Linked DNA regions of Mus musculus: region 1 is linked to region 2. A link is a contact called in public Micro-C data. All regions are on one chromosome and are shown on one strand. The core of a region is the stretch at or near the end of the contact, and the rest is flanking DNA. Distances in the headings are between cores, read along the strand shown. Region 1 overlaps Dnm3 (dynamin 3). Region 2 overlaps Dnm3 (dynamin 3).

Region 1 (2,982 bases), core at 389-2,888, 360 kb after region 2:
GTTAGTAAATCTGAGTAGAATAACTGGTCAAACTGCAGAGAATAAATGACTGTTGACTGCTTGGCCCTGTGTCATACCCTCTAAGACCGAGGGTGCATCATGGAAAAGGGGAGGGAAGTCCATAAGACCTGGGGGGGGGTCTATAAAACACTGTCTTCTGGATATGCTGTGGTTGATGGAGTCGTGAAGCGTAGCAGCTGGGGTGGTTGTACAGGACCTTCATGTGATAATATGTCACGAAAGTACAAGAGACTGGTTGAGAAGAGTAATGTCTTTAGGCGTATGAGGGGGGATAAAAGAGAGCCAGAAGGATTGAATATGTTTATAATATATTACACAATTGTGTCAAATTGTCAGTTAAATTAATAAAAACTTACCACTGACAATTTGTGTAGCACAAAGCGGGTCTCCTTGGTCACCACTAGATGGCACCTACTCGCTCTTTCTGCAGGAACCCAGCCAGCGTCCTTCCAGAAGGTTAGAAAATCACTGAGGTTGCCAATTTCGATTTAAATTCACTTCTGGACTCCAGAAAATACCTTTATCCTAGAACTTGGAGAGTTTCTGCGTGCAGGATTATCAGAAACCTTTGTGTCCCACAAATGGATTCTGCGATGTCTTTATTTATACTTAGTTAATTGAAGAATCCTCTTTAAAATCTACTTGCAGAAACTGAGGCTTAACAGAGGGGGAAGAAAACCACTGCTCGCAAGGTCACTATGTAATGAAGCTACGTGGTAGCAATGTGTACCTGTGTACCTGCCAGTTGGCAAGAGTGGCAGAGACAATGAAAGACAGGGGGGTTGGAAAGACATGGGGGGCTGGGAAGACAGGGGGGCTGGATATTGTGGGGAATTCTGGAGCAATATTTTGAGGCTTCTTTGATATGATAAAGTGGCATTTGAGCAACAATTGAAGAACAGGAGGGAGCAAGCTATCTCTGTGTGTAAGAGCATTTAGACAGAGTGATTGCAGTCACGGCATGCTGAGCTTGCTAGAGAGGAGAATGAAGGCAGCTGTGGTTGGAGGTAGGAGCAGGCTCGGATGATGGAGAGCCATTCATTCTAGGGGACTTTGTGCTTACCCTGAGTGATAATGTAGACTACAGAGGGACAGGGGCTAGGGAGAAAATATGAAGACATTGAAATGAGTGGCACTGGATGCTGGATTAAGGGGGACACAATGGGGAGCTAGAGGAAGCAGACACTATAATAATCCAAGTAATAGCAGAAGGGGCTTGGAGCAACTCTTGGACACCAAAGAGTTGAGAAATGGTTGAATTCTAACATACTCTGAAGGGAAGAGAAGATGATCTACTGATGGGTTCCCGTTGGGCTGCAGGAGAAGAGGGTGCTAACAGTGGCTTCACAGGAATCCACCTCAGCAATCAGAAGAATTCTGAAGTAGAAGAAACTGGAAGGAAGGGCCTGGGACAGGATGGGGAAGGAGGCAGAAATGAGGAGTCCAAGGTGGGAACTCACTGAGCTGCATGTGAGCATGCACATGCATGCGCGCGCGCACACACACACACACACACACACACACAGGGCATCTACTCCCGATGAGGGTTGTACCAATGCAGTTGGTTCAGTTTAATCCAGTGTGTGTGGATGCTGCAGACTCCCCCAGAAGATGGCAGCCAAGAGCTTGCAGCCAAAACAACAAGGTAGCTTTTTCTAATTAGCACAGAAATGCCTCTGGGGCTACATTCCTAGAGTCTGTCATGCAGGGAGAAGTCTGAGCTAGATAAACATATATATTTGGAACTCGTTATATTCAGAAAGGCTCAGGGCACTGGGCCCCGGTGTGGTAATCGGAAACAGAGGTGGAGGGCTGAGAGAAAACTCAAGAGAGGTGAGCTGAAGTCCAATAGAAAGGTGAAGACCTTCCAGGTCCTTCAGGACATTAGTAAGAAGCCACAGTGGAAGTGTGGGAGAAAGGATAACTCATTTGGGATTATAGGAAAGCAAAAAGCCAGGAAGTAGAGACCGATGATCAGCAACGCTGTTAAGGAGTTTTGTTGTGAAAGCAAGAGAACTGTGGCCTGAGTCTGGGACAGAATGTGAAGTCAAGAGAGCGCCCTGGGATACATGCAAACAAACAGCGTGTTCACAGGTGAACACTGACAGCTTCTGTCGAGTGTTACAGGAGAAGTGACAACGTAAGAGCAAGAAGCAGGAGATGCTGAAGCTGTGTCTCAGGGAAGAGGCAGTGAGAGGCCAGAAAGAACAAGACAACCCCAGCAGCCCATCCATAAAGTGGAAGGAAACAGCAGGTTGGAGTGAGGCTGATGGGGGGGGGGTGACATCCACCCTTGAGGGTGAGAACTTGTCATGCATGTCTCAAGTCAGTGACTGAAAACATTTCTGGAGCCAGCTAGATGGCTCAGTGATGCTAAGGCTGATGACCTGAGTTTGATCCTGGAACCCTTACAGTAGAAGAGGGCCTATATCCTCAAATTATCTTCTCTCTCTCTCTCTCTCTCTCTCTCTCTCTGTGTGTGTGTGTGTGTGTGTGTGTATATGTGTGTGTCTCTCTCTCTCTCTCTCACACACACACACACACACGAACACACAAAAAATACAAACACACAGGAACACACAAAAATGCAAACATACAAGAACACACTATGAAATAAATGTAAAATAAATGTTTGGTTTGGTTTGGTTTATGGGCTGGAGAGATGGCTGAGTAGTTAAGAACACTTACTGCTTGTGCAGAGGACCTGGGTTCAGTTCCAGGCGCACACATGGTAACTCATGTATCAGTAACTAGAGTTCCTGGGGATCAGTGCCTTCTTCTGGCTTCTACAGGCATTGACGTTGCAAGTACATGTATGCAGGCAAAAATATTCATACACACAAAATAAAAATAAAACTTAGAATTCAAAACAAAACTAAATTGAAAAACTAAAAATGCTTGCATATATTTTCATTGTTTACTAATTGTACAATAATAGTATTTCTACTCACAATGTAAGTT
Region 2 (3,042 bases), core at 38-2,537:
GGAATAGGAATGGGTGCCTATAAAGAAAGTAAGCTGGACAAGTGATGCTATTTAGAAAATCAAACGTCACCCCACCCTTTGCCACAAGTATCATGTGACTTGTTTGGAGCTGCTAAAATGAGGAAATGACCTAGAGAATGTTTAGTTGTATGAAACTGTGGTGTTTACAAGACTAGATGTGATATTTCGTTTTCTACAGTGGCCTCTGTACTATATCACTAATGACAGTTAAGGCGAGGAGAGGAAGGAAGGGGATGAAGAAGGTAGAGAGAAGTGGACTTAAGAACAGAGCCTGAGAAAACAGGGGGTAGGGCCCGATTTTTCCAGACATTTGCAGCATATGGCCATTGAATTAAGTCAGATGACATGACACTCCTTCCAGTGAATTCCCTCCCTCCTTCCTATCCTCCTCTTTCTCCCTATTCCTTAGCATCTTCTCATTCTGCCACCCATCTTCCTTTCCCCTCCCCCCCTTTCCTCCCTCTCCCTTCTTTCCCTAGAAATAGAACTCCCTTTGGGGCTTTGTACCATAGAGCCCATTCCCATTAAAGTAGGGGACTAACATCCTTTCCTCTAATTCTCTGACTTCCCTTTTTCTTCCTGGCCCTCACCTCCCTCCCACCTTAGGCGCCAGGAGAGGGAGGATCTGACTTTAACATCCAAAGGAAGGAAGTGAAGTTCTGAAGGAGGTACCCAGAGGCAGCTATCCCTAGTGGAGGTTTCCACTTCCGGGGTATATAGTCTCCTGTCATTTGAAGTCATGGAAAAGAAAGGGCAGGAGCAGGGAAGGAAAAGACAGCGGTTCGCACCTCTGTGAGACAGTAGGACTCACTAATGCTTTAGAAGAGATGAGAGAGCCCTTCTTGCCTTCTAGGACGATGAGGGGGGAATTTCAGAGAGTGTAACTGTTTCAGAGCGGCTGTGAACAGGCAAATTCTTTTTGAAAAATTGCTTTGCTGTTACAAAATAAACGCACAGAATCTGAGGATATAGAAAGGACTAAATGACAGCTGGTGAGTCAAAAGGCCAGTTTTAAATGCACCACACAGTACTTTTTTGCCCTTTAACTGGCAAAAATTGGAGACAAAGAGTTGCCCTGTACTGCTGGCTAACTCAAACAGTGTTCTAAAAAACATCCAGCAGGGGGAGCTCTAATATGCCTTTGAAGCTCAACATTTAAAAAAACAAAAGAAACAAATGAAAGCAAACAGAAAAACAGAGAGGCACTGTGCCTTTTGAGCTGCCATGCCAGCGAACAAATATGTAAGGAAGACCAATTAAATGCTCAGAGCAAGCAATGGCACTTGGGGGAGGCGGGACACGTGCAGAGTGGCCCACAGTGTCTCTTTTGCAGGAGCCTGTAGTTGTGAGGCAGTAAAATAGGTCTGGGGTTCCCACAAAAGAGGGAGCAGAGCTGACTTCTGGGCAAGCCTCGAAGTTATTCTTTCCCTCTGAAAGGATCTTATTGTTTCTAGAGCAGCCTTGAACACTGGCCCAGAAACCACATTTTAAAACAGAATTTTCATTGTTGGTTGAAGGAGCTACCGAAATGCCAAATGGCTAAGTCCCTTACTCAGTGGCTTGTTGGGTGGTTTTTCTTCTCCTTCAAGTCAGGAAAAAAAAAATGCTGTGTTTGTAAAAATTGGTGCTAAAAGGGCAAGAAATCATAGGTCCCCTGGGCCATGTAAAGAAGGAATTAGAGCTTTCACACACACACAGACACACACAGACACACACACACACACAGACATACACATACAACATACACAGACACACACACGCGCATACACAGACACACACACACACAGACACACACACACAGACACACAGATACACACACACACAGACACACACACACAGAGACATACACATACAACACACACACACACACAGACACAGACATACACACACACAGACACATAAACATGCACACACAGACACACACACACAGACACACACACAGATACACACACACACAGACACACACATACACACAGACACACACACATACACACAACATACACACACGCACACACATGCACAAGCAATGCAAAGAATTTATTCAGGAAAACAGTGAGGAGTTTACAGACTAAGAGTTCCCCTCTATTCTTGGCAGTGTTTGGAGGTGCAATGGGTGAGTGGACATTCAATGTGATCAGAACAACTTCGTCTAGAGGAAAGTGGCCAACGACCCCTTCTACTCTCTTGCCAATATGAAGGCAAGGTTTTTGTTTTACACCTTAATGGTATGTCCACATCTAAAAGTTTTATACAAGCTCCTGGAGAAACTTTAACTAGACCAGTTCAGACCAAGAGTCACTAAATAAAGCCAGTCTAGACAGAAAATGTATGGAAACCATATGTCCTTCAGGCATCTGTCTTACAAAGATTGCCATTGCCCTGGAGAAATCCTTCACAAAATATGCTCTTAGGAAAAAAAAAAAATATCCGGTGCTGCATAGCCACAGGGAGAAGAGTGCTTAAGAAGACGGTTGGACTCAGAGGAAATAGAGCCAAAACTGTTCATAAGTGCGAAGTTCTCATTTCCCTGCACATCTGTGCGTAAAAAGCTTTGAAAGGATGGGCTAAGGTAGCTATCATTTATATTTCCATTGTTCTTCCAGGCTTCCACAGAATGTTAGACAGAGGGATCTCAGAGCCGCTCTGTTCTCACCCACAGAGAGCTGTTTTGAGTAAAGCCGTACGTGGATGTGGCCAAAGACCCAGAACATTCTCTTCTGATTATTACCTCATCCTGCCGGCCTGCCAAACACAGCCAGAAGGCAGGTGTCCACCATAAGGAACCAGTGGAAGACTGCTCTATAGAATGATGTGTGGGGCCAGGAAGACAAAGGAAGTCGGGGCAGGGATGGATAAAGGAGGGGGCTCCAAGGATGCAGTGAAGATGGATGGTCGTCCTAAACCCCGTTTTTCTAATTTAACGTTGCCTTCTGAACAAGAGACAACAACTCTCTCTTCCCTACTCACACTTGGAGATACACTTTAATTTTAACCAATGGTATAGATTCTGCGGGGGGGTGG

What was found. Hi-C and Micro-C count contacts between places; a contact is called where the count stands out from the background.
Region 1: a Micro-C map of palatal mesenchyme shows a contact between it and region 2, with 2.2 times the contacts expected there. The contact joins two enhancer-like sites. A contact is called at or near these places in 2 of 39 promoter capture datasets (embryonic stem cells and liver), 3 of 484 Hi-C or Micro-C datasets (bone marrow-derived macrophages, cerebral cortex and palatal mesenchyme), 4 of 115 datasets of contacts at active chromatin or transcription factors (bone marrow-derived macrophages, differentiating embryonic stem cells, embryonic basal ganglia and 1 more) and 2 of 9 other capture datasets (adipose tissue and liver).

Annotation. Positions count from the first base shown.
Region 1 is chr1:162,357,808-162,360,789 of GRCm38.p6, forward strand. The region is part of intron 2 of Dnm3 (dynamin 3); the gene reads right to left. Among named protein-coding and RNA genes, the nearest start is that of Gm39688, 21 kb to the right of the region's middle. Within about 2 kb of position 1,639, at least 16 of the 459 cell types and tissues checked have an H3K27ac peak or open chromatin away from gene starts, as enhancers often do. A contact at or near this core is called in palatal mesenchyme, where this site is marked.
Region 2 is chr1:161,998,849-162,001,890 of GRCm38.p6, forward strand. All of the region lies in intron 20 of Dnm3 (dynamin 3), which reads right to left. Among named protein-coding and RNA genes, the nearest start is that of 2810442N19Rik, 4.6 kb to the right of the region's middle. Within about 2 kb of position 1,288, at least 169 of the 459 cell types and tissues checked have an H3K27ac peak or open chromatin away from gene starts, as enhancers often do. A contact at or near this core is called in palatal mesenchyme, where this site is marked.